Linked DNA regions of Mus musculus: all the other regions are linked to region 7. Evidence: chromatin contacts called from public HiChIP or PLAC-seq data. All regions are on one chromosome and are shown on one strand. Each heading gives the region's core, a stretch centred on a gene start, on an enhancer-like site or on the middle of the called end of the contact. The rest is flanking DNA. Distances are from core to core; before and after follow the strand shown.

Evidence for each region. HiChIP or PLAC-seq counts read pairs in DNA pulled down with a chosen protein or histone mark.
Region 1: an H3K4me3 HiChIP or PLAC-seq map of embryonic forebrain shows a contact between it and region 7, with 7 times the contacts expected there. The contact joins two enhancer-like sites. A contact is called at or near these places in 2 of 484 Hi-C or Micro-C datasets (Sertoli cells and embryonic cerebral cortex), 10 of 115 datasets of contacts at active chromatin or transcription factors (craniofacial prominence, embryonic basal ganglia, embryonic forebrain and 5 more) and 2 of 9 other capture datasets (adipose tissue and embryonic stem cells).
Region 2: a contact with region 7 is called in an H3K4me3 HiChIP or PLAC-seq map of embryonic basal ganglia, with 4 times the contacts expected there. The contact joins two enhancer-like sites. A contact is called at or near these places in 2 of 484 Hi-C or Micro-C datasets (cardiomyocytes and trophoblast stem cells), 2 of 115 datasets of contacts at active chromatin or transcription factors (embryonic basal ganglia and embryonic stem cells) and 1 of 9 other capture datasets (embryonic stem cells).
Region 3: a contact with region 7 is called in an H3K4me3 HiChIP or PLAC-seq map of embryonic basal ganglia, with 3 times the contacts expected there. The contact joins two enhancer-like sites. A contact is called at or near these places in 7 of 484 Hi-C or Micro-C datasets (embryonic fibroblasts, embryonic stem cells and nephron progenitors), 4 of 115 datasets of contacts at active chromatin or transcription factors (astrocytes, embryonic basal ganglia, fibro-adipogenic progenitors and 1 more) and 1 of 9 other capture datasets (embryonic stem cells).
Region 4: an H3K4me3 HiChIP or PLAC-seq map of embryonic basal ganglia shows a contact between it and region 7, with 3 times the contacts expected there. The contact joins two enhancer-like sites. A contact is called at or near these places in 2 of 115 datasets of contacts at active chromatin or transcription factors (embryonic basal ganglia and stem cell-derived neural progenitor cells).
Region 5: a contact with region 7 is called in an H3K4me3 HiChIP or PLAC-seq map of embryonic basal ganglia, with 3 times the contacts expected there. The contact joins two enhancer-like sites. A contact is called at or near these places in 1 of 39 promoter capture datasets (neural stem cells), 1 of 15 datasets of contacts at CTCF or cohesin (the NIH/3T3 cell line), 4 of 484 Hi-C or Micro-C datasets (LSK cells and embryonic stem cells), 4 of 115 datasets of contacts at active chromatin or transcription factors (cardiomyocytes, embryonic basal ganglia, embryonic forebrain and 1 more) and 2 of 9 other capture datasets (adipose tissue and embryonic tail).
Region 6: an H3K4me3 HiChIP or PLAC-seq map of embryonic basal ganglia shows a contact between it and region 7, with 6 times the contacts expected there. The contact joins two enhancer-like sites. A contact is called at or near these places in 1 of 15 datasets of contacts at CTCF or cohesin (the NIH/3T3 cell line), 7 of 484 Hi-C or Micro-C datasets (CD4 T cells, cerebellar granule neurons, embryonic stem cells and 2 more), 4 of 115 datasets of contacts at active chromatin or transcription factors (astrocytes, embryonic basal ganglia, embryonic forebrain and 1 more) and 3 of 9 other capture datasets (adipose tissue, embryonic stem cells and liver).

Annotation. Positions count from the first base shown.
Region 1 is chr5:111,429,664-111,433,325 of GRCm38.p6, reverse strand. All of the region lies in intron 2 of Mn1 (meningioma 1), which reads right to left. Among named protein-coding and RNA genes, the nearest start is that of Mn1, 14 kb to the right of the region's middle. Within about 2 kb of position 1,800, at least 13 of the 459 cell types and tissues checked have an H3K27ac peak or open chromatin away from gene starts, as enhancers often do. A contact at or near this core is called in embryonic forebrain, where this site is marked.
Region 2 is chr5:112,028,734-112,032,661 of GRCm38.p6, reverse strand. No RefSeq gene overlaps it. Among named protein-coding and RNA genes, the nearest start is that of Gm36794, 84 kb to the right of the region's middle. Within about 2 kb of position 2,496, at least 20 of the 459 cell types and tissues checked have an H3K27ac peak or open chromatin away from gene starts, as enhancers often do. A contact at or near this core is called in embryonic basal ganglia, where this site is marked.
Region 3 is chr5:112,000,384-112,004,262 of GRCm38.p6, reverse strand. No RefSeq gene overlaps it. Among named protein-coding and RNA genes, the nearest start is that of Gm36794, 56 kb to the right of the region's middle. Within about 2 kb of position 1,907, at least 46 of the 459 cell types and tissues checked have an H3K27ac peak or open chromatin away from gene starts, as enhancers often do. A contact at or near this core is called in embryonic basal ganglia, where this site is marked.
Region 4 is chr5:112,108,279-112,111,785 of GRCm38.p6, reverse strand. Gm30032 (a long non-coding RNA gene) reads left to right here. Exons shown (of 4, transcript XR_880589.2): 3 at 150-243. Among named protein-coding and RNA genes, the nearest start is that of Gm30032, 11 kb to the left of the region's middle. Within about 2 kb of position 1,410, at least 29 of the 459 cell types and tissues checked have an H3K27ac peak or open chromatin away from gene starts, as enhancers often do. A contact at or near this core is called in embryonic basal ganglia, where this site is marked.
Region 5 is chr5:111,391,821-111,395,671 of GRCm38.p6, reverse strand. No RefSeq gene overlaps it. Among named protein-coding and RNA genes, the nearest start is that of Mn1, 24 kb to the left of the region's middle. Within about 2 kb of position 1,666, at least 85 of the 459 cell types and tissues checked have an H3K27ac peak or open chromatin away from gene starts, as enhancers often do. A contact at or near this core is called in embryonic basal ganglia and neural stem cells, where this site is marked.
Region 6 is chr5:112,132,588-112,135,977 of GRCm38.p6, reverse strand. No RefSeq gene overlaps it. Among named protein-coding and RNA genes, the nearest start is that of Gm30032, 13 kb to the right of the region's middle. Within about 2 kb of position 2,092, at least 54 of the 459 cell types and tissues checked have an H3K27ac peak or open chromatin away from gene starts, as enhancers often do. A contact at or near this core is called in astrocytes, embryonic basal ganglia, embryonic forebrain and 1 more, where this site is marked.
Region 7 is chr5:111,722,978-111,726,792 of GRCm38.p6, reverse strand. No RefSeq gene overlaps it. Among named protein-coding and RNA genes, the nearest start is that of Gm36481, 17 kb to the right of the region's middle. Within about 2 kb of position 1,907, at least 65 of the 459 cell types and tissues checked have an H3K27ac peak or open chromatin away from gene starts, as enhancers often do. A contact at or near this core is called in astrocytes, embryonic basal ganglia, embryonic forebrain and 2 more, where this site is marked.

The sequences.
Region 1 (3,662 bases), core at 551-3,050, 290 kb after region 7:
TTCGCTGTGTGCTGTTGTCTCTCCTATACCTGATCCCCTGCCCAGAACAGTCATTCAGGCAGACACTGCTGGACCTGGCCCCCTAGTGCAGCCCCTTGCTGTGAACCCAGGACAAAGCAGGTCCTTCCCCAGCTGTCACCTCTAAAGGAGCTGGCCTGCAGGCAGGCAGACACAATCAGAGAGAATCATGGAAACTCCCCACGCTGGAGAGGTGAGGCCACTTTCAAGGGAAGAGCCAGGGCCCAGGGGCTAATTGCTCAATGCATCAAAAACACCCCAAGCCTACAGCAAGAAAAAAGGAAGGAAACCCACCCGGGGCAGATGCAGCCCTCTGCCTGTCTCGGCCTACACGTGCATGGTCAGTCCCTGGGTTCCCCTGCAGCCACGGGGAGCTGGGGTGCTGGCTGCATCTGCCTGCTCCCAAACACACTCATCCATCCTACCCCCAAGTTCAAATGAAACTTGCTCCTGTTTGGGAGAAGAATTTCATTAGGGGGAAAAAAATATAATATGAAAATACCCATTTAGAAGGAATATGCTATTAATTCTTAGTACTACATGCAGAAGGGGAAAATTGCATTTTTATCTAAATGGTTTTTCTGCATAAGCCATTTACAATGTACTTTGCTTCTTGTAATAGGCCCTGCTAACCATTAGTGCCGGGACACCCAGGCTGAGAGCTGAGATCGCCCTCAAATTACTGTAACCCCTCAAATGCTATTCAGAGGGGGGACTCAGCAAAAGGGTTGGGATCCTCTTTTTTTTTTTTTAAGGAAGAAACAAAATATTGCTGAGCAGGAGAGAAATCAGAGGAAGACAGGAGGCCATAGTTAAAACCAAAAACAAATGCCCCTCTCACCAGCTGCCACACCAAATCCCTGTTGAGTTTTGGTTGTGTGGTTCCAACCATCCAACCAACCCTGCCCGTGCAGGATCCACGCAGTACAGCACGACGGTGCGCATGTCCTCGTCAAACAAGCAAATAAGGGTAAGACGGAATTCAGAACATCAAAACAAACTATTTTTAAACACGGAGCAAAAACAGCGATGTGAGGTGGCAAGACGGCTGTTTCCCACTAAACCTCGTTTCTCTAGCTGTGGAAGCCTACAGCATGCAGACAGCAGCACCTAATGCCACACAGAGGTTCCTCCTGGCAGTTCTGAACCCTGCTACTCGGAACAACAACAACGGAAAGCTCACCACGAGAGAAGTGGGGTCGGCAGCGGGGCCACCTCTGGCTTCATGTTCGTCCCCCATGGCATCTTGTGTCAAGTCGGCTCAAACTTCAAAAACAGCACTTTTTTCTTTTTCTCAAAGTGTCTTTTTTTTTTTTTTAATCTCCAGTTTTCTCCTTTGGATTCCCAAAATAACTACTGAATACCAAGTATGGGAAGCTAAATTAATTCATTAAAAAGAAGCAAGGCTATGGCAGAGGCAGGGCGTGGGGCTCCCTCACTATCGTGCCTCTGGCTGCCGTCTTCTGGCATGTCCTGGCCCATAAATTCTTATTACCAACCAGGAGCTCAAAATGTCATAGTCACAGTTAAGAAAGGTAGCCGGTGTGCCCCCACCCTGCCAAAGTACCCCAAACAAGGGAGATGGGGCGCTGTAATTACAGGAAATAACTCCGGTTTTAAGGGTTAGATAAAGACCCTCTCCAAATTTAAAGCCAGACACCGATGTCCATTAGAGTTTAACAGACCCACATAAAAAAAGAAATCGTGTCCTCATCCTTCCAAAAGCCCGCTTCCTCAGAGCCTCAAGTTCACTGAAGGTTGGTGCAGTGCCAAAAACACCCAGGCTGGGTCTGGCTGTGCAAAGACGAGGCCTCGGAGGGAAACATGGGAGAGTCAAAGCAAGGGGGGTGGCCCAGGGGCATCTCAGGAAGATGTTTGCTCAAGAATTGTCATCACCTAATTGAGCTTTATGGTGGCAGTAGCTTCAGAAAGTGGAGTTTTCAAGCACCACCTCAGAGATAGGCACGGATGAGGAGCCCACAGACAAAGAGGGGCAGTGGTTGAAGCGCCCACCGTCAACGTGACACATGCACCCTGTGGAGACTGTGTTCAGAAAGACTCTGGGTCAGTCTGCCATCTCCTTCCTTCCTTCTGGCTTAAGAGGCCCTGGCATGGTTTCCCTTCCTTCTTTGGAAGTGCACCCACACATTTCTGAAGTTACACACACACACAGAGGCCCATATACCACCATTCCTACTGCTCATTACAGTGAGAGATGAGCAGGGGGCCCCAAACCACAGTGAGATGCCCCAGGCTTGGGGGTCATGACACTTGCCTCCCAGGCTTTTAGGAATTAATGCTCATGAACATCCCAGAGTCCCAGGATGGGGGCATCAGAAGAGGCTGTGTTCTATGCCTACCTCCAAGGCCCCAGGTAGTGGGTACAACGGAATAGCTACCATTTCTCTAAAAGTGTACAGCTAAAGGCCACTGTCCCCTCTTCCTGTGAAGGGACAGTGAAGGGATGGGGGCGTGGAGGTTCTCTTCTGTGACCAATGACTGGATTACTTCACTAATGCATGCATGTATGCATGTGCACATGTGTGCGCCCGTGCGTGTGCGCACAGACCCCTCTAACCTCACACGTGCTCACAAATGCATCTCACACTTCAAACACAAAATACATGCTCGATCACTAAACGAAGCCAAATAATACTGAAACACACGAGGAACTTCACGGGCCCTCTCCCAGAGGCCCAGCAGTATAGCCAGTTCAGCGAAACCTGATAATACCGAGATCAGTGAGCCTCCACCTCACACCGAATGAAGGCCAGAACTTTGTCTGAGCTTTGAGGAGTGAAAATTATCTTTCCATTTCCTAGTAAGAGTTCTCAGGCCTTAGCTCAGAAGGACATACATGCATGTACGTACACACATACACAGAGAGAGGGGGGAAGGGAGAGGGAGAGGGAGAGGGAGAGGGAGAGGGAGAGGGAGAGGGAGAGGGAGAGGGAGAGGGAGAGAGAGAGAGAGAGAGAGATCCCGAATCATTTAGATATATCTGGAGCATAAGGATCAGGCAATCACTCCCCCTTCAAAAAAAAAAAAAAAAAAGCCAAATCCTGGCCTTTCTCTCAGCCACTAGCAAGCTATGCAACAGTCAGCTGCAGAGATAAAATGATAACCAGTTTCAACCGGACAGGCCTTTCACTGGGGTGTGAGGGTTTCTGGTCCCTTTGCTATGGCCCCTTCCTATACCTGCTTACCCCAAGTCAGGAAATCTCCCTTCTGCTAAATCTGTCACTAACTCGAGTTCCCTCTCGCCTCACCATTCAGAAAAAAGGATAAAAATATCTCCTGAGTGGGAGGTCAGTGGGAGCTATGACGGGCCTGCGCCTGCCTCAGGGACTGAGGAAGAGAAGGCCAGCCCACAGGTCTCCAGGGGAAAAGCCACTCCCCATCCCATTGTCCCTGGCTACTGACCGACCACGGCACATCCTCTCATCTCACTGCATCTGTAGGACATCTCTGAGGGGGATATTTCTGTGGTGTGGCTCAAGCCACCGGAGGCTGAGAACCACACAAAAGTGATTCCTGACTGCAAACAGACCCTCCAAGCAAGACCTTCCATATCTGTGCCCCTCCACATCCACGGTCCTGTAGGGAAAGTTCAGCCCTGTCGTTCCTGATGGGTAGGTACTTCA
Region 2 (3,928 bases), core at 1,247-3,746, 310 kb before region 7:
GACAACATTTAGTTGGGGCTGGCTGACAGGTTCAGAGGTTCAGTCCATTATCATCAAGGTGGGAACATGGTAGCATCCAGGCAGGCATGGTGCAGGAGGAGCTGAGAGCTCTACATCATCATCTGAAGGCTGTTAGCAGAAGACTGGCATCTACGAAGCTAGGATGAGTGTCTTAGAAGCCCACACCCACAGTAACACACCTCCTCCAACAAGACCACACCTCCTCCAACAAGGCCATACCTCCTCCAACAAGGCCACAACCACTCCAACAAGGCCACACCCACTCCAACAAGGCCACACCTCCTCCAATAGGGCCATATCTCTTTCAACAGGGCCACACCTCCTCCAACAGGGCCACACCTCTTCCAACCTGGCCACACCACCACCAACAAGATCAAACTTCCTCCAAGAAGGCCACTCCTATTCCAACAAGGCCACACCCACTCCAACATGGCCACATCTCCTCCAACAGGGCCACACCTCTTTCAACAGGGCCACACCTCTTTCAAGGGCCACACCACCTCCAACACTTCCTCCAACAGGGCCACATCTCCTCCAACAAGGCCACACCTCCTCCAACAGGACCACATCTCCTCCAACAGGGCCACATCTCCTCCAACAGGGCCACACCTCTTTCAACAGGGCCACACCTCTTTCAAGGGCCATACCACCTCCAACAGGGCCACATCTCCTCCAACAAGGCCACACCTCCTTCAACAGAGCCACACCTCCTCCAACAGGGCCATGCCTTCTAATAGTGCCACTCCCTGAGCAGAGCATATACAAACCATGACACCTTGCTTAGGTCCAACTGATGACTGACTTCAAAAATGGTGTGGCACAAGCTGGGGTTTTCAAGCTTCCAAGTGTGTGGCAATCACCCTGCCAGTTCTTAGGAACTCACATAACTCCGATCCCTCATCTCCTGTGATGAGGAAGTTGGTAAGCATCTCTGTTTTGTAGCATTGAAAACCAAGCTGATGTATTTTAAAATTCGGCACTGTTCCTGGCCAACAAAGCTCATCCTGCTCTATGGATACCATGCCCAGGCCTCTGTTGCTCTGGCATGGGACGTCATGAATTGGGGTACAACTGGTGACGGCTCTGCACTACTAAGGTTCAAGTCCTGCCTCATGCTTCATCACATCACCTGGGACTTGTTCCTGCCCTGATCTGGGTTTTGTTTTCCAATCTGTGGGGTGGGTTGAAAAGGTGATCTGTAAATGTCCTGCCAGTTGGGAGCTTCCTGGTGTGGCAGGCTCACGTCTCCTTGGGAAGTTACCATCAGTGTGGTTGGTCCTCCTGGGTCCGTGCCTGCATTCTTGACCTGTTAACAGAGGTTAAGGGGCACCCAGAGGCCACAGACCAAGCTGTCTGTTCCTTGATAGTATGAAGCCTCCGCCCTTGCATATACCTCTCAACTTCACAATCACACTGTTATGCACAACCTACATTCCTTTTTAAATGTTTGTTTGTTTGTTTGTTTGTTTGTTTTCCCAAGACAGGGTTTCTCTGTGTAGTCCTGGCTGTTCTGAAACTCACTCTGTAGACCAGGCTGGCCTCCAACTCAGAAACCCACCTGCCTCTGCCTCCCAAGTGCTGGGATTAAAAGTGTGTGCTACCACTGCCCGGCACAACCTCATTTCTTTGCATCAGATCAATCTTAGAAGCCTCCTGGTGCCACTGGAAGACTTGGGATTTGCAGTTAGACAGGTGGGGCCATTTCTGCAGACAGCTCAGCAGTGAGGAATGCTCCCTGCTCTTGCAGGGGATCTGGGTTCAACTCCCAACTCTCTCCCTCCCCATATTAGGTGGCTCACAACTGCCTGTAACTCCAGCTCCAAGGGATCTGATGCCCTCTTCCGGGAGATCTGTGCTCATGTCTACATGTGCACTGACTCACACAGAGACAATTAAAAGTAAACAAATCTAGGTCAGTGGTGGTGGCTACACCTTTAATCCTAGCTTTTGGGAAGCAGAGGTAGACAGATCTCCAAGTTCAAGGCCAGCCAGAGCTGTATTGTGAGGTCTTTCTTGTCTTGAAAAACAAGAACAAAAGAAAGCAAAACAAAAAACAGAGAAGGGGAGTGCTTGGGGGAGGACAGTTTTTCAAACAGTGTAAGATTTGTTGAGATGCAAGAGGTGTAGTGTGGGCCTGGCCAGCTAGAGTGGGCTGAAGGAAGAAGAGAAAAGCAAGCCTCCCATAGGAAGACCCTCCATTTATGCTGAATTTGAAGTAGGGCAGTGGATGCAAAAACCCTCAGCACAGTGTTTGATGTGCATTGTGTGTCCAAGAAGACACTGAAAGGAATGAAGTTTCCCAGACTGGTGGGGACCCAGAACCTCCTCCAGCCCTGTCTGAGCCTGACATGGCTCTGTCTATAGCCGTCCTCTCCTTCTGCTCCTCCGCAGTTCCGTGGCTAGGTCTCAGCCCCTGTCCTTCATCTGACGTGACAGGAGAGGGAGGGATGCAGAGCCGGGAAGAGGGACTTGAAGAAGATGGATGCTGGCACTGTTGCCATGGCAACCACGGGACGGGCAGGAGGCCCGTTGCCAGGAGTGGTCCCTGCTTTTCCTGGATTCCCAAGCCTTTCAGGGAAGGCAGGAGATGTATCAGGGACTCGAGGATACAGGCAGGCCCTGAGAGACGGATGGGGGTTAGTGATATTTTAGCAGTCTCTTCTGGATTCGTGGGAAGATCTGCTAGTCCCTGTGCTGAAAGATGGGGAAAGAGCAGAAGGAGGGGTGTGGAGAGGGCAGGTTTCCTAAGCACCTACTATAGCTGGTATGTACAGCTGGTTTCTGCACAAGAGGCATCGGGTAAAATCTATAGAGAGATTGTAGTTCAAATCCTGTCTCTGCTTCTTCCCATTTGAGTTGTCTCCTGCCTCCAGACCCTGGTGCCCTGTTTGGCAAAGCAGGTGATGTTGGATGATGCTATGTGGCTTTGCCTGTCTCAGGCTCGTGGCCCAGAGGCTTCTGGGATAGAGGCATGCCTGCTAGGCTGAGTATTGTTTGTGCCTTGCTGATATTGTCACATGGCTTGTAGGGAGGGATCCAATTTACTTCTTTATCTGTGCCTGCCTGTTTTCCTGCCTTCTGTTAATAGACATTTCTTGGTCTTTTGGAGAAGAGAGTCAGGGACTCAGGTCAGTGGTCACAGGACAGGCTGATGATAATGAAGGCTCTTACAGGTAGGACCTGCACAGTGGCAGGGCAGCTTCCTTGCCATGAACCTCACAGGAATTCCTAATAGCTCCAAGAGAGAAAGTCAAGGTTCAAAGTAGTTGCACAAGTCACCTGAGACAGCACAGTTGGCTCCTACCTGATATGGGAACTTGGAAACTGGTGGGTTTGCTAAGAATAAAGTGGTGGTGAGGTTTTTAGGGCTGGGGCCATGGGCTTGCCACAGAGCTGCTTAGTTCTTGACTCCGTTGAGTCCTGGGGATCTGAGAAGGCAGAGGCGAGCCAATCAGCAATCTCTGCAATGCTGAGGCCCGTTTCTCCCATTGCGACTGTGTCGCCATGCAGACAATTCTTAGCATAATTTCCCACTTACTGCGGGTGCCTGACGTCATATTCCCCACCCCCTGCCCCATGGTCTGCACCCCCATCCTGATAATTTTTTCTAGCTGTTTTTCTGTCTCAGGACTGACTTGAGCCAGTGAGAAGTAGGGGTGGGTCTAGCCCCATCCTGTACATGTGGACACCCGGCTCTTCTGTGTTCATGGTGTCTTCATATATCAGCTGCTCACACTGCAGCCCATGTGTCTGTACGAAGTCCTCAAGTTACTGGGAAGGAAGTAGGAAGGCACAGAGGAAGAACTCGGAAGCGGGGACAGGAAGAGAGAGAGGACCAGAAGAAGAACTCAGGGAGAAAGGAAGAGGACCAGAGGAAAAACTTTGGAGGACAGAAAGAGAGGCCCAG
Region 3 (3,879 bases), core at 658-3,157, 280 kb before region 7:
GCTTAAGTCTGTGAGAACAAATGTGTGATGTCTGTCTTTTTCCACCCATTGCTCCCTCCCCTGACTCTGTGTCCCTCCCTTGAGACCTCTAGCTTTCCCCATAAAGTCTTTCTTTTTTCCCGTGTAGTAGATGTGTGTGTGTGAGTACACAAGTGCACACACACACACACACACACACACACAAACACACACACACACACATATATATATATATATATATATATATATATATATATACACACACACACACAGGCACACACACATATATTTATATACACACCCACAAATGCATATATATATATATATACACACACACACACATATATACACATACACACACACTCACACACAGGCACACACACACATATATTTATACACACAGGCACACACACATATGTATACACACACATATATTTATACACACACACAGAAGCACACACACATATACAAACATATATATACACACACAATGCACACACACACACATATATATTTATATATACACACATATACACATATATATACACATAGAGGCATACATACACACATACACATATATACACACACAGGCACACACACATATATTTATATACACACACAGGCACACACACACACAGAGGCACACACATATATTTATATACACACAGAGGCACACACATATATGCATACACACACATATATGCATACACACACATATATATTTATATACACACACAGAGGCACACACACATATATACATACACACAGGCACACACACACACAGAGGCACACACACACATTAAAATTCGATGTCTCTGCAGCATTTGTCCTTCTGAGCAGGCTTATCCCACTTAACGCAATGATGTCGATTCCCCATGCATTTTCCTGCAAAGGGCACAGTTCCATTCTTTATGCCTGATTTCAGCTCTGCTGTGGGCGTGGCTAATTCTCTAAGGGAAATGAGCTGAGGAGCAGGAGCAGTTAGGCGGGGGTGGGGTGGCCGTGAGGCTGCTTTAGACACATTGACTTTAGGGTACCATGGAACCCCTAAGTGAAGAAATAAAAACCCAGGACTCAGAAAGCAGGGTCTGATGGGAAACACTGAAAACGAAGAGGCCCGGGCCCTGATGCTGCTGTTTCTCCCTAGTCCCCGAACCCTCACTGAACCCCGAGCTTATTGGTACCACACAATTAGGTGCCTAATTGCTCTCTAATTGTTATGTGCCTTAGTCTGTCTTGCTAGACAAATTTGTTAGCTCCTGGAGGGCAGAAGGCTTCTTATCATGACCCCGGGTACCAGGTGGGGGTGGGGTGAGAGTCTGAATGGCAGAGGAGACTACCTGACTGGCTCATCACTCTTGTGGTTGCCTTACCTCAGTTTTCCCCTCCATGTAATGGGAGTCCTCGGCCCTGTGACCTTTCCCCCTGCCCCCCCCCCACCCCTTTCAGGGATTTATTGGTGTTTTCTTTGAGGGCTGAGACCTCTGCATGGGCTCCCTGGACAGGTCAGAAATTAAAACAAACCAAAAGAAACCTAAAATAGTAAGAAGCCGATCATGTATGTGCAGAGGCAGTGGCAGGCGAGTCCAGAGGAACGGGTTTCGTGGTTATACAGACAAACAAATCACTTCCCCAGGAGCTTCTTAGGGGAATTACAGTTCCTGGAAATGAAACACAAACAGATTATTAAGAAAGAGCTCCCCGTTGGGAGAGAAACAGTATTTACAAGAGAAGATGTGCCTAGCTGGACCTCTAATTGCCGTTCATTATCTCATATTGATTTAATTAGCTGCAGTGCTGAGGTCTGAATCGGTTCTGCCCGCAGCAGCAGGGGCTGTGCGCCTTAAGCGCCATTGACCTAGGCCTTCACCTTAGTTCACGCCTCCTCCCCCAAACCTAGGGTCAGCTGGCAGGGTGCTCTGGTGCTGGCTGTGGGCCGGAGGCGACCAGCCATGTCCACAGCCTCCTGAGCCTCTTTGTCTGGAGCGCCTCGGCCGGGTGGTTGTGAAGAGCTAATTATCTGCAGTAATTAGCGTGTGTTCATAATGAGGAATCAGAGTGGCTCGGAGTGCGGGGAGATACCGGCCCAGGCTGACTGCAGACCCGGGTGTGCAGGCAGCCAAAGTAAAGAGAGATGCCTTCCCAGGGTGCTCCCGAGGCCCCTAAGGGTGTCTCTTCTGCAGGATCTCCACCCAGGCGGCATCTGACCGTTCGGCCACGTGTGACCTCTCATCTCTCTCCCTGACCCAGAAACTGAAGCCGAACAGCTGGTTTCAGCTGGGAAAGAGGCGATTAGCGTTCCCTCTAGTGGGCATCTGGGACCAATTGTTGTGAAGATTTGGGGTTTATAATTGCAAGAGATTAATGGGGGAGTAGGCCATCAGGCTTAAGAGGTCGCTAATTGCTCTTTTAACATAATTGTGTCCAGGCAGGAGAGAGGGAGGGAGAGGGAGAGTGGAGTGGCCCATACACTGTGTGCACACCGCGCGTGCGTGCACTGAGCCCCTGGCTTGGCATGTAGACTCACACTGTGAGGACAGTGAGGTGGCTTCTGTGGGGATTCTTGTACTGGGGATACAATAGACAATGAGGTCAACCTGAGTTGCAGGGCAAAATAGAGAATGGGGGTTCTTTCCAACTCGACATCAGGTAAAAACCCTCACAGCATATTGTGCCTTGAGGAGGGGCAGACAGGTTTTATTTTTCATGCAAATTCTTCATTTCTCAGTACCAGGAAGGCATGGAAATTTCCCATCCTGGTCATAGTAGGGGTGTGTGTGTGTGTGTGTGTGTGTGGGAATCAGCGATCAACTAGTAATGTCTGCTTTGGCCGAGGGAGAGACTTATTTGGTGTGGATGACACACATTGACCTCTTTAATAGAAGGTCTATGTCTTTATTTTCTTTAGTATGGAATTAGACTATCAGAGAGGAGACATGATTGGTCTAAGTCCCCTGGGTCTCTTAAGAATGCCACAGTGAGACCTGGGGAAGGGTTTGAGAGTCAAGAAGGGGATGGTTCCCTAGAGACCCTTTCTTCCTGGCTGACCCGTGGGAGGCTCACAGTGACTTGTGCTCAGCTGTTAAAGCAGAGGGGGAAGACGGGTCAGTGAGGAGCCACCCATTCTGCCCTCCACACTCTGGTTGGTCACCATTAATAAAGAAACCAGCTTCTTTGAGCTCTTGCTTAATCAGCTCAGAGGATATCTCTCTGGTGACCACTCACTCCATGTTTTGCACCACCTTCGCCAACCACAAAGATCGACTGACTTGTTTATCTAGGTCCTTATCCCCCAGACATGTATGTATGCAACTCAACATCAGGTAAAAATCCTTGAAGCATAGGGGAGGGGTAGATAGGTCTTATTTTTCATGAAAATTCTGCATTTCTCAGTACCAGGAAGGCAAGGAAATTTCCCATCCTGGTGATGGGGAGGGGGGATATCAGTGATCAACTAGTAATGTCTGCTTTGGCACCTTATCTTGCTTGTCCTCATTGGTCCTTCATCTATTATAATACCCATCTCACTCAACCACAGTTGCTTCTTCAGCCTGGCCATAGCCTCATCTAGTCATTTTTATGCAGTGGTGATCCTGAACCGGGGGGGGGGGGGGGGAAGGACACTCAGGCCGGCCGTGGAGGTCCCTGGTGGGGTGTCCCTCTCACCCTCCATTTGTTTCTTAGTTTTCACCCCTTTCCTCTCTGCTTCTGCAATTCTGTCCTCTTCTTTCTAAATCCCCTCTCATCCTCTCCTTTCATGGGAGGAGAATTCAACTAGCTTAATAAGGAGACACTGGATGGAGCCTGGTTCCATTCCAACTCAAAGAGGCAGCTGGGACCTAGGATTCCTCTGAGTGTCCCCACCATAGCCCACCTGCAATTCTCTACTTATTCCCTGGA
Region 4 (3,507 bases), core at 161-2,660, 390 kb before region 7:
GGGTAGACACTGCAGCATGCAGGAATGGTGGGGTGGGGGAGGGGCAGAGTCAGAAAGTGGAAGTCAGGGAAGGCCCCAAGCTTGGCCACTGGTATCCTGCTGTGCAATTTTGGGCACATCACATGATTTCTCTGATCCTTGCCTTCCAGGGCTGGGACTGGGAGCCTTCAGCACAGGATGGGATGGAAGTGTGGTTATCAGGTGAGGTACCTCACTGAGTCTGGTACCCACTGGCCATAGCAGGTATGTCAACGCTGCCGACATGCAGTGGTGACCCGTGAGGGTGGGCTCTGGAGTCATGTGGACTGGGTTCAAACTTCGCTTCTTGGCTGTGAGAATTTAGGCAGCCTTCTGCTGCTGGAGCCCATGTCCCTGACTGGCAGGGTGGGGTCTGGTCCTTCACTGCCCTGTGTGGATGGTTTATGGATATGAGAAAGCCCCATGCATCAGGTGTACACTCAGACCATGGACTGCTTAGAATTCACAGGGAGTTGAAAGTCAGTACCAGGCAGGCCATAGGCTCTTAGCAGCTGTCAGGTATGTGTGTGTGTGTGTGTGTGTGTGTGTGTGTGTGTGTGTGTGTTTGTTGGGTGGGCATCAGGCTGTGTCTGCCAAGTGGGTGGTCATGGGGTTTGGAGGGTGATGTGAGAGTGTTTCTAAAACGATCTCCTCCCAAGCTTGCTAACTTACTGTGTGACCTTGGGCCAGCCCCTCAACCTCTCTGGACCCTGCTCCCTTGTGTGTAAATCCTGGAAAGGTTTACTTAAGTGCTAAGGTTTTGTTTGTTTGTTTGTTTGTTTGTTTTCTTCTTCAGAGCCTTAAAAAAAAATCGATGGTTATAAAGGTTTGTGGTTAGCGAGAACCATCTGCCCCAGGCAAAGACCAGACCCTCCCCAACCTTTCAGGCAGAAATAAAACAACAAGCAGCCGGTTTTGCAAATTGCCATCTCGGAGGTCGTAAGCACTGGTATCTGCTTTTGTGCGCGACTTGATTGAAATTCTTCTGCGATGGCGGGTGTCCCCACCATCAGTGCCTTAATTAGAAATGAGGACAGTCACATCGGCATAAATTAAATCAGACTAAAGATGATTAACAAAGTAAATGCAAGGAATCATTAAATTAAACCATTGTGCCAGGTCCTCTGCCTATCTATCACAAATTTGGGCTGCTAATGAGGGTCTTAATTAGTAAGTTAGGTCGAAATAATTCATGCCAGTCACTCAGAGGCAGACCCCCTTTCCTCCTCTGCATCTTACCCGGTCTTTCTGCTTCCAGCTCCGAATGCAAATGCATCGGGCCGTGGACCACGGACGGACATCGCTGACAAATGACATCATTCTCCCATGATCAAACCCTCCTGGCACTGGATGTGTTTGCTGTGATGCCTGGGGCGAGGCCCCGTTCGCCACAAGGGGCGAGATTAGTCCTAACACAACTGGACTGCAGATAGATGAGACCTGGTTCTGGATTCATCAGCTGGGAGGCAGAAGAGTGAGGGCTGCAGACAGGAGACTTGAGGGGTCATAGAGTGGCCCAGGGTAGACCTGGGGACTCTGGTGTTGGGTTTTATAAAAAAGAAAGGCAACCCAGGGATACGTTTGGTAGAGGCATGGTATGGTGCAGGGGAAGTGGGTGCCTCTGTGGGTGTGCACCTCTCCCCTGAGGTACCATAGTATAGAATTAGAGTTTAGGGCACAGAGAGGGAAGTTGAGGGGGTAGTAGAGACAGAGAAAGGTAGAGAGAAAGGGTCAGGGAAGGGGGAGAGGGAGAGTAGTAGAGGCTGGCCGTGAACATGGAGAGAGAAGGGAGGGGAGGGGAATGGGAGTAAGGGAGTAAGAGGCTGAGGAGGGGGCAGGCAGCCCCTTTTATACTGAGGCCAGCACACCTGGCTGTTGCCAGGTAACTGTGGGGTGGAGCCTAGAAGAAATGCTAACATCTGGTATCCCAGGATTCCCTGCTCTTCCCAGCTGTGTTCAGCAGATCTGCTCACACTCCCTATCTACTGAGGAAGAATCAGAGAGGTGAATGGACTTGCCTAAGGTCACACACAGAGGCAGAGCCTGACTCAGCAGCCCATCCTGGCTCTACCAGTGATGGCCAGGTGGCTGGGTGGCAGGTGGGCGTGGATGTGTGGTAGGAACTCAGAAGGGAAAGCAGAGTAGACCAATTGAGGATGGGCTGGGGAGATGGAGAGCCTTTGGTGTCAGAGACTTGGCGTGGATATCAGAATCTGCCAGTGATGTCTACTCACCGAGTCTCGGTTTCCTCATCTGTAGTTTGGGTGCAATGAATATCGACTGGTGTGAGCTTTTTGAGGTTTCAGTGATGTCTTGTGAGATGTGTGTAGTGAACGATTCTTCTGTCACCATCCTGGTGGTTGTCTGGGGACTCAGTTAAGCTTTTGGATTGCTATGAACCCTATGAACCCCAATGACTCCTTCATCAAGACGCAGATGGGTTGGGTTCTCCTGCCCTCAGGAACGGGCAATCGGGAAGGCTTGATATTTGAGGTCATCAGACTGTTGGCTGGGACACAGGAGTGATGACGTCCCTGTCACATGGCAGGCTGGCTAGCATCGGTATTATTGGCCATGGAAGCCATCCAGTCAGGGGTGGGTTCCAGGGCACAGTGTGGCTCCAGCTGCTGTTCCTGCCTCAGCTGCTCAAGTCTGAGTGGGTGCTGTGGCCTAGATAATGTCACCTCCACCTTCCCCAGAGGTGACCATGCCTCATACCTGAGTACTTTGTGCACACGTTCCTTTCTATAGCAAAAGGAATTTTTGTGTGTCTGTGAGTTGATAACCGGTCTTAGGCTAGGAGCCGATCCTAGATAGAGAGTCATAGTGCAGTGACAGGTGTCTCCCTAAGCACACACCTGGGGTGGGAGGGGCCTGGTCCGTGGGAGGGGCCTGGGTTCATGGGAGGGGCCTGGGTCCTAGTTGTCAGTCAGAACACCTGTGACTGCTTCTCCCAGATGATTTGGAAAGAGACTTCATTGAGAAAGATGATTTTAGTGGCAGAGGTAGTGTAGACAACAGAATACCAGGTAACTCATATCTATCTATCTATCTATCTATCTATCTATCTATCTATCTATCTTTCATTCATTCATTCATTCATTCATTATTTATTTATTTGGTCAAGGGTGAGTGACAGAAAACATTTCACTCACTTTTGGATGCTCACAGCCAAGGTCATGAAAATTGTTACCTATTTCCAGAGCCTTCCATTGCCCTGAGTAGAAAGTCTTACCCTCTGCTAGAGTGTGTGTGGCTTCTGGTGTCTTCTTTGCTGTGCGGCGTTGACTCTGGAGTCTGTGTACTCCGGGTAGGCAGAGACGCTGAATATTTGTGCTTTTACATCTGGTTTATTTCCCTCTATACCAAGTCCTCAAGGGCCACTGGGGGCCAGTGTGAGAGCTTAACCCTTACAGCCAACACTGGGGTTGGTTTGTGGGGGCACAGTGGACGAGCGGAGGCCCCAAAGTCTGAACTCAGACAGATCTG
Region 5 (3,851 bases), core at 417-2,916, 330 kb after region 7:
GTTGATCTGGCTGGCCTGGAACTCACTACATAACTAAAGCCGGCCTCGGAGATCTGCCTGCTTCTACCCTGGGTTCAGGGATTAAAGGTGTGCGCCAATACACTTGGTTCTTACTAGCTCCTTTTAAGTCTAATTCCCATGTGTAGACTCTCTTTGATCTAATTTCTCATCAAGTCTTCCCTCTAAACCCAAAGGCACACGAGATGTCAGGCCATGGAGTCACTTGAGACTCACTACTGTGGTTGCCAAATTCATGGGCCCTGTCAGAGTCACCACAGAACACACCACAATGTAGGACTTTCAGAGTGAGCTCCAGAGGTTCTCTCTGCAGATCTAGAGTAGACAGGGCCATAGGGTAGGCAACTGTCTCAGTTTGCCCAGCTCTGAATGGTACAGAGGAGATAGGGGCTCAGCCAGAGCAGCCCTGGGTAAACTGGGTTGCTGGACCCATCTGGTACAGGGAGCCCTGAAGAGTCAGTACTCCCAGGTGGTGAGATGCAGGGCTTCAGGCTTCCCTGCACCACATGCTGAGACCCAGGAGGAGTCTAGGACAGGACGGAGCATACACACAGAGGCAGTCGATATTCCCCAGAGTGAAAGCAATTCCCCCCTACCCCAAGATCTGCCTCTGCATCCTTCAGCATAGCAGGTGAGCATGATCAGTAACAATTAAAAAGTGTTGATCAGCTCATCTGAGTGGGGACAGCAGACTTGTTGGTATTTCAGGGGCCAAGTTTCCCAGCAGCCCCCAGCTGGGCACAGCTGAGCTTTAGCTTCTGGGAGCTGCAGGGTATTTGGAATAAAGGCTCAACCTTGGAGAAGTATTAATGAAAATGTCACAGGCACTAAAGTCAAAGCAGATGTGAAGCCAGCTACACAGGCAGACCTAGCTGATAAGAAACAGCCCAGGAGAGAATAAAAACCTCTTGAGATTAGGTCAAGGACAGAAGGGGGGAGTAGGCACCCAGGGGTCCCCCCATGGCAACTCAGGGGAGCCTGTCGTTCCTGCAGAACAAGCTGACATTTCTGTGCTGCCGTGTTATATATTGACATCCCGACAGGGCAGCGTTTGGAGGCCTCCACATCAGCAAATAAATATTACGTCTCCATCTTCAGCTAAGCAGAGCTGTGGTGCATTCCTATTACTTCATGTGGATTAACCATCTGGAAGTTGAATCAAGCCACAGAGTAAAGAATGGGATCCAATTTTGCATTCACCAAAATAAGCCGTACTAGTCTCAATTTATGGCAGATGGTTATGCAGTCTCAGCGGGCCAAAGAATCTCTCTGCAAAAGAATAAAGTTCATGCCAATTACTGTAATAGGAACCGGTACAACAACTGTGTGAAGCTGACGAAGATCGCAGTGATCGCTGAACAGCTCGTAAACCGTGGGGGGGCCAGGGAGCAATGGGCACCCAGTTAATTCATTAAGATAACGGGAGAGACGAGAAAGCACATGCAGTCATAAAGCAGAAATGTTTCCTCGCAAAATGGGAGAGAGTTGAGAGGCTGTTGTTGGGTCACTCGAGCCACAGGCAGGGGGGAGGAAATGGTTAACGGCAGGAGGCACTCAAGCCAGGAATGGGTTAAATCCTGGGCTGCTCTGTTCCAGTCATTCAAAGCAGACCTGGTCTCAGAATCTGGCGTGAGGCCATTGTGGGTGGAGCCTGGGGGTGAGTGGCAAGAATGAACCGGTGGGAACATTGCAGGCTGCTGCCAGAGGGCCAGGCATACATGCACACCTTTGGGAAAGCGTCTTTGGCTGCAGCAAGCTCAATATGCCTGGATGTACCTGTCCATGGCAGTCTGGGGAGAACGGAGCACTGTATGGAAAGAACACTTTGAGTTCTCCCTGTGAGACTGGCTTCAGGTTACAGCACTGCCTGGCTCCTATACAATGGCCCAGTGTTTACATCTGTCTTTAGATGAAAACTGCTATACTCTTGTAACAGGGTGACCAACGGTCCCTGTTTGTCCATGACTGTCTTGGTTTTAGAGTCAAAGTCTGGCCTCCCAGGAATCCTTTGTCCTGGGCAATGCACGCTGGCTGGTGACTCTAGCTAAGAGCCCAACCAGGGCACGAAGTGTTGTTTTCATGTTTCCTTGTCACAGAGCCATGTCCCATGTTAGTGTCGACAATCCAGACTTTCACTGGCGGGACACCAAGGCTCAGAGGGGTCAAGCTTCATTTGGGGCCTATTGTTCAGTAACGGGGGTGGGTGGGCAGGCATCGGAGTACATGTGCGAGACGCCAAAGCCCTTCAGCCAGCATGGCCTCTGGCAGAGTGTGAGCAGACAGCTCCATGCTAAGACTCCGTGGTTTCAAGCACACTTGCAGGGCTCACTAGCAGGAGACGGGTAGCAACAGTAAGGCCTCCGAGCAAGCACAGGGTCACCATCTCATCCCAGCACTTCCCCACCTCCCAGCATCCTGAGATGATGGCTGCCGCATAGCTGAGCCTTGGGGTAGATCGCAATGAGATGTGAGATCTAGGGCAGTGAAGTCCCACCATGGACAGCACTAACATGCACAGATCCAGACCTCAACCTCATGAGTAGAAAAGCTGTGCCTGTCACTCAGTAGGGGCTGAGAGGAAGACTGGAATCCCAATAGATCCCATATTAACAGGATCCTGAATTCATGGCCCACTAGACCGCCAACAGATACTGTCCTCAGCCAGATAGGCAATGCTGGGCAGGAGTGTAGGGGAAGTGGTCTCTGGTGAAGTAGAACAGCCCTGACCTCAGGGTTGCTCCACCCGGGGATTTACAGGTCAGGCTCCCCTGACACCCCAACTGCTGTCAAGCACACTTAGAAGGAACACACCACAGGCTCCTGGAGACCCCTCATGTCCACAGCACTAACACAAAGCCAGCTGGAGGTTGGGGGGAAGACATGGTACTACTGAGGTAGGGGGCCTCAGTAGGGGGGCAGAGCAGTTACCACCCCTTCCATATTAGTGAGACCTCCGAGTGTGGAGTCTTAGGGTTTGCCTGCCACCATGGAGAAGCTCAGCTGTGCCTCAGAGGACTTTATGAGGAGACATTATGAAGATGTTGGTTATCAGAGGTGGCACATGCTGACAATCCAGCATGAAGTTGGATCTTTTGAGTTTGAGGCCAGCCTGGTCTACAGAACAGGGCTACACAGAGAAACCGTTGTCTCAAAATGCACGCACACACACACACACACACACCACACACACACACACACAGACACACACACACACACACAGACACACACACACACACACACACACACACACACACACACACGTGTGCGCGTGCACGCGCTGAGCGGCAAAGCTGTTCTGCTTTTATGCAATCCACATGCCTGAAGCTCTGCAACTGGAGATTGGAGTCTGGACAAGCAGGTGATCTGTGGGACCCTTGATCAGAAGGCAGTCTGCCTCCAGTTTTAGCAGATGTACAGACGGTAACACCTACCTTACAGACATCGTAAAGCTGCAAAACCAGTGTGGGGTCTCCTTGGACGGCCGGCATTGGAGTTGTTTTTGAAATCAGATGGGGCTGGTAAGATGGCTCAGCGGGTAAGAGCACTGATTGCTCTTCCAGAGGTTCTGAGTTCAAATCCCAGCAACAACATGGTGGCTCACAACCATTCGTAGTGACATATGACGCCCTCTTCTGGTGTCTAAAGACAATGTACTTACATATACTAAATAAATTCTAAAACAAACAAACAAATAAACAAACAACAACAAAAAAAAAAATCAGATGATGTCTTAAGAGAAACAACTGTGGGCAGAGATCTAAAAACCTTTTAGTGAGGTGTTACCCTGCCCACGTGGGGCCACACGCCTCACCCTGGGGTGGATGACGCCATAC
Region 6 (3,390 bases), core at 843-3,342, 410 kb before region 7:
CAAGAGACCCTGTCTCACAAACCAAGGGAAGTGGTCCTGAGGAACACACCTGAGGTTGTGTTCTGCATGCATGTGCACATACATGTATATCCGTGCGCACCTATACTCACAGGAATGAGGCAGAAATGGCAGATTGTCTGTCCTGAGCCTATACCCCTTGATGCTTCACAAACTCCTTCTTTCCCTGTGGTTCCTGCCACACATTCTTGCCTGCTGGAGACTGGGAACCACATGACACAGATGTGAGTTAGTCATCCAAGGCCCCTCTCAAACTTCCCACTTCTAGCTGGCCCCAGACCATCCAGACCTTCTAGCCAATCTCAGATATAGTGGCCCACCCAGACAGTCTAGACTCTTGGCACTCAGAAAAGCCACTGAGTACTAATTAGCCATGTACTAGTGAGTGACAATGAGTAAACAGATGTTGCTTAATACTGCCAGATACTGGGTCATTTTGTTACACAGCAGTAGCTAGCAGCTACACCTCTATCATGAAGACTTGCCTCGAGGACCAAGTATAACTGTGTGAGAAACAATGTTGCTGTGTGTGGAACCCTGACTCTGCCTGGCCTTATGCTCAGATGTGGGAAGAGTCCAAATGTGTGCCTTCAAGGGCAGAGCATCCCAGTGCCTCACACACAGGGCCTGGTGTCTATGCATTGGCTGTTGGATACTATTGAGCCTGAGACTCTTAAGCCTTCCTCTGGCTTGGGTGTGGGTTCGAACTATGTGTCTAGAGGCTCTGGTGTCTCCGTTGCCCAGGGTTAATTGGGAGGCAGACTTTCTTGTGGTAGAGCTGTGTTAGACCAAGGCAGGGCAGGCAATGGAATGTGGGCCAACCTCAGCCCATGTGTGAATACAGACTCTGAGGTCCCAGCTCAGCCCTTGAGTCAGAGAGAACATTGTAACCAAAGTCCAGTGGGTTTGTGTGCCTGGGTTCCAGTGCACACCAGTTTATCCACAACACACCCTGCCCCATACACACAGACAAAGCTAGCTATGCTAAGGGACTGGTAGGCATGTAAAACATTTCCAATCCAGTGCAGAAGGACACTTTGGTAAGATACAGTACAAACAGCTAACAACTACAGACTTTAAATGGGAAATCAAACCCTTGCTCCATGCCTTTGCTCTGAGGGTGGATTTGATAGATGTGGTATTGCTATCTGCCACACCCTGGTTCCCTTCCCCTATAGGTCTCTCTCTGTGACAGGGCACAGTTAGCCAGCACCAGGTGTCATGGCCCCGCTCTGCACACCACCACGCTGGCATACACAGTGGTGGTGCAGCAGACAGCACGAGCCATGCGGAGCTGTGTTTGACATTGTCGACTGGGAAAGACGCTGGCCTTGGGCCGCACTCAGCAAACTGCTGGCTGGTGATTCTCCTCTTCTTTCTCAGCCTCCTGAGGACTATGACCATAGGTTTATGCCACCAAATCTGGCTCAGTAATACTTAAAACAAACTTTCCTCCATTTCCTGGGTAGGTAATGGGGGCCCAGAGACGTTAAGTTACTTGCCCAAGGCCGCTTAACACACTGGTGGCGTAACCTGAGTCCATTTGTTTGAACATTTCAAGGCAGGGGATTGGAAAGGAAGGCATGTCAGCAAGCGACACGCAGAGGACATTGTACCCTGTACTCTGCGTGAGTGACAGCTGTCAAGGAGCCAGGCACAGGGGAGGGCTCTGGCGTCTCCATAGCCGTCTTTTATGGGAAGCTGGCATCTTAGAATCTTTACCAGCTCAGGGCTGGGAGGGTCTCCATGGCCCTACTGTGTGTGATGCAGAGCCTGCCCTCCTATCCATCCGTGCTGCCAGGGCACAGGGCCAAGCTCAATTCACTGGGGCCCTCTCTCTTCCTTTCCTGTCCCTAGAGCTCTAGGGGCCCAGCAGAGAGGCCTAGGGTCTGGCAGGCTGGGTGAGGGCTTGTTATCCACAGGCTGATGGCTGCCACTGAAGACTGCCCGAGGACATCCAGGCGGGAGCTGTTTCTGAGGCCTGCTGTGCCCGGAGAGCTGGCTGCCAGTGTCTGTGCCCAGGGTCCGTGTGCTTCTTCACTGACTCATTAATCCTGATTAACAGAAAAAGGCAGCAGGCGGGGGCCCTCTTAACAGGCAAGCGGCGGCTGGCGTGCTTTCACCAAGCACAGTGGTGCCCAGGAGACTCAACATCGATGAATTATTCAAACCAGCCAAGGCAGGGAAACCCAAAGACATGGCGTGGTGGCACCTGCCCCCGTCCTGCCCCCGGGGCTGCTGTACCCTGCATCTTGGGGCACAGGCCCAGGGCTCCTTGGTGACTGTGCTCCGACCCCTCCTTCTCAGATGGAAGTTGAATTTGCAATTGATTGTTCCCAAGTGCCTTAGAGGTCTAGTAATGGATCCAAAATGACATTTCCCACCTGCCGGTCCCCGGGGGACACTGAAAAGGGTTTGTGGATGGGCCTATGATGGAGAATGTGACAGGGGAGGCTCAGAAGAGGGATGCATGTGTGTATGCATGTATACATGCATGTGTGTGTATGTATGAACATATGTATGTATGTGTGTATACATGCATGTGCTTGTATGTGTACGCATGCTATGTGCATGTGTGTTTGTGTGTCTGTATGTATACATGCATGTGTGTATGGGTGCCTATTGGTGTACACGTTTGTGTGTGTGTACACATGTTTGTGTGTGTATGTGCATGTACACATGCACATGTGTTATAAGTATGTAATCGTCTTTTTTTGGTAATGTGTCTACACATACGCACATGTGTTATATGTATGTACACATGCATGTGTGTGTATGTGTATATGTCACACAGTAGCAGCAATGCCTGGAATGTTAGGAGAGGAACCGCCCAGGGCCCAGAATAGAATACCACACCAATGGGCTGAGGGAGTATTTGGAGAATACAAGGGGTAAACTGAGGTTGGAAGGGGGACAGGCACCTGCCCCAAGTTGCTAAGTAACTGAAAACCATGGAGCTGGGCTCACAGCCCAGGCTGATTTGTCCCCAGCAGACTGACCCATGGCTGGGCACAGGCAGTGTGCCAGGCCTTGAGTGAAGGGTTTTGTTCCCTGGCATCTTCATGATTCCTATATTGATTCCCATGAGGAAGTGGAGTTCACAGAGACTGTGCCTCAAGGTAGGCTGGAGAGAGGCAGCCTTGAGTGCAGAGTGGTCCTGTGGGGTGCTGGGCCTACATTGAAGTTAGTGGCTCTGGGCCTCCCTGTATGCCAGGAATACAGTCAGTGAAACAGCCCTCCTGCCCAGACTGGGCATGCTGGGGCTCATGCTGCCACCTCCCTTCTGTCCCCAGACATGTGGGTGTAATCAAGTTTTCTTTTTTTTTTTTGTAATCGACTTTTCTAAAACTGTCTTTATAGCACCCATGGCAT
Region 7 (3,815 bases), core at 658-3,157:
ACAAAACCAAGTCCCAAACCAGGGCTGGCATCTTGTAGACTGGAGTGGGAGTGTGCTTAGAATAATGGTGGGGTTCCTAGACGTGCCTGTTGTCTGCTTCAGTTTCTCTACCATGGAATGAGGTCTTTCGGGACACAGGGCACACATGGTGGGGCCTGAGTCTGGTTTGTCACTGACAGAGGATATTTATAGACACTTACTAAACGACTAGCTAATGGGACTCAAGTAATGATCTCTTCCCTGCCCATTTGGCCTTGGGAAGCAAAGGTCTTCTAGTGGGATGAAGACTACCCCAGCCCCAGGCCCAGCCCCAGCCCCAGCCCCAGCCCCAGCCCCAGCCCCAGCCCCAGCCCCAGCCCAGCCCCAGCCCCAGCCCCAGCCCCAGCCCCAGCCCCAGCCCAGCCCCAGCCCCAGCCCCAGCCCCAGCCCCAGCCCCAGCCCCAGCCCCAGCCCCAGCCCCAGCCCCAGTCCCAGCCCCAGCCCCAGCCCCAGCCCCAGACACCTAGCAGCTGGGGAACCTGAGGATATGATTTTATTTAGAAAAAGGGTCTTTGTGGATGTCATTAGAGGAAAAGGCAGCTTGGGCCAACAGGCAAGAGACACTTGTGTTGCCAGAAATGACAGAGTCCAGGACACCCTCCTTAGAAGTCTCAGGAGAGCAAGGTCCATCCACACCTTTAAACCTTGAGTTCCAGAAATTCGGGAAACACATTCCTGCCTGTGCTGAGGAATTTCCTTATAAAGCCTTAAGACACAAATGCAGAATGACGGCTGACGGATGTGACCTGAGGACTGGGGGACCTAGGAGCCTCCCAGAGTCCCCCTTGGTTGTCGTGTGGCCAATTCCAACAAAGTGGCCTCTGTTGGCTCAAATGAACGGGGCAGAGGAGACAAGGAAGTGAGGATATGAGTGCCCAGATCAACCTCCTGTCTAACCTTAGCGAATGCCATCTCCTCGAGGTCTGGACACAATCGCGCGGGCCCCTGGCAGTCAGTCCTTTTCATCATGTGAGGTCTGCAGCCCTGAGCAACAGACTCATTCAGAGCCTCAAATAGCCTTCAGCTCCCAGAGCCTCCGACTTGCCAAGGCTGCATAGATACAGCCAGACCCTCCACAAGTCCCCTCACCCCACTGCCCAGGTGCTGCCTGGCCAACCTGCTCCTCCTCGGGGCTGCACCCGGGAGCTCACTGCAGACTCTTCATCTTCAAGGAAACAGAAAGCACACTCTTCACCCACTATAACTTCCCAAACAAACTGGATTCCTATAACCATAAAACAAAGCCCAAATGAGCTGGCCCTGGCCCAGGAGGGAAGGCGGGAGGAACCCGGGTGCCGGAGGGGCTGTTAGTTGCCAGGCTGGCTGCACGGATTTCGACACCTCAGCCTTGCAGTCGCTTAATATTCCAATGAGCACCCGAGCAAGGCATTAGGAGCGAAGGAGTGCATGAACGCCCTCAGAGCTGGGGGAATATTACTCACCAGGTCACGGTCGGCTGCATAAAATACAACCCTCATATATCATTATAACTGCCAGCCAGCGACAGTTATAATTGAGACGGCAATAACTAGGAGAGAGTTCTTTAATTTAACATCCAATTATTACAAGTTATCACTTCTTAATAAATGTAATATAACAGACAATCAATGTTGCATGCGACGGCCCAGACTGCAATGGGACGGGAAATTTATATCCTGGGGAAAGAAAAAATATACTGTGTGTAGTGTGCGTGCGTGCGTGCATGCATGCATGTGCGTGCGTGCGTGCATGTGTCTGTGTGAGTGCTTCGGCTTTCTAGTCTGTAGAGCTGTGAGTGTGCCAGCTATCTGGCTATAAATAGCTGGGTTTGCCTAGGCAGCTAGCATCTCCACATTTGCATATGTACAATAGCCCCAGGCCAAGGGAACGGGAAGAATGAGAAAGGGGAAGAGATTTCTTCTCAGGGCTGCAGGCTCCTCAGAGGAGCTGCAAGGGGCAGCAGGGCCCAGCGGGCACAGGGCCCAGGGTGGCAGCTGGGACAATTACTCTGAGCCTTAACCAGGCCGAGCAAGTTTTTTTTTTTTTTTTTTTGGATTTAAATGTTGGGGTTCTTTTTCTGTTGTGTGTTTCTTCTGTTGGCCAGAGAGAAAAGGAGCCCTTTATGAGTGAGCAGCCTGGCACCTCTTTGTATAGTAGAAGCATCGGTGCATCCAGCACCCCCATAAATGAATACAAATGACCGGCACCCTAGGAAGGATCCCATGTCTTGTGGCTAAACTTCCACGGGCTTGTCTTCCACTGGATGGCAAAGCTCTGACTCTTTCCCTTAGACTCCTGTGCCATTGTTGGCCCCCTTGTTATAGAAACATGCTCATTTGTATATCCATCCACATGACTGATTTCACCGGGAATACCTGCCATTCTTGACATCTCCACTCTCCAGTGAGTAGGGTTGCTTTAGTCTGGGGACACTGGACACAGGGTACTGCTGTATGTATTTGGGGACTGTGGGGGCTTCCCCACATTCTTGGTGAATACCAAGAATGAGCCCTGGGGATCACTCAGGGTCCAAACATTTCTGCTTCGGTTCTAACAAATGACTACTTTTGCCAGTTTTCCTATCTATCGGCTGTGTTCCGGTTGCTCTGTTTTCTTTGCCAACATTTGGTGCTGTCAGGTTTATTGGCTTTAGCCACTCCAGGGGGCACACAGTGGGAACCTATGCCAGAGGACACACAGTGGGAACCCATGCCAGAGAACGCACAGTGGGAGCTTGCTGTACTCCATCAGCACTTCCCTGAAAGCTTAGGACATTCCTCACTTTAATTTAATGGCTTTCCCTGTTTGTGTGGCTTCCCTGTTAAAGCGTCTGTTTGTTTAATGGTTTGCGTGTTTTCTATTGGGTCCTCTGTTCTGTTCTCCCTCCCACAACCTTAACCACTCTCCCCTTCCTTTCCCTTCTCTGTTAGGGAAGAGGTGGTTATAAATCTTGATAGAATCTATGGGTTATTTCTTGTTCTATGCAATTCAAAATGGTGATCATCTCAAAGGTGGTCTTGATGATCTCTGTGGAGGAGCAGGAGAGCAAAGGGGATATATTTGGTTCACTGGAACTCACTGCCATGGCCCTGTGTGAGGGGAGCTGCCCATCTCCCTCAGTGTCTACACACCCACCTGTGGTCTGGCTCCTCGATGACCACAGGTGACAGAGCTGAATACAAGAGGTGCCGCTCCCAACCCCAAGGAATACAAATCTCCTAAAGAAAACAGAAGATTCTCAGAGAGCTCGAGATTGAGGCAGACTTCTTAAACAAAATCAAAAGTGCAAGAAGTACATGAATAAGAAACCCAACAACATGCTGGGTTGCTGAAAAGACATTTTGCTTCTTCTTTTTTTGTTTTTTGGTTTTTTGAGACAAGGTTTTCTCTGTGTAGCCCTGGCTGTCCTGGAACTCACTTTGTAGACCAGGCTGGCCTCGAACTCAGAAATCCACCTGCCTCCCGAGGGCTGGGATTAAAGGCATGTGCCACCACGCCCAGCTCAACATTTTGCTTCTTAAAAAGACATTTGTTAAGAGAAACTGACAGGCAGGCAGGTCATTTGATCTGGGTCCCTGGTTCTAAACACTTGTATATGCCCCTTCGTTCAGGACAGGTGACAACACACCAAGATTAACCGTGAAGGAAACCTTTGCAGATATGCCTGGAAGCCCTTCCCCACAAGGGGTTCATGGAAGGAATACAGCATGCTCAAGAAAGCTCTTGCTCCAAGCTGGAGAGGGGCAGGTAGTGTGTGAGGGTCTTGAAAGAGCCACCCCACCCCATGCCTCACCCCA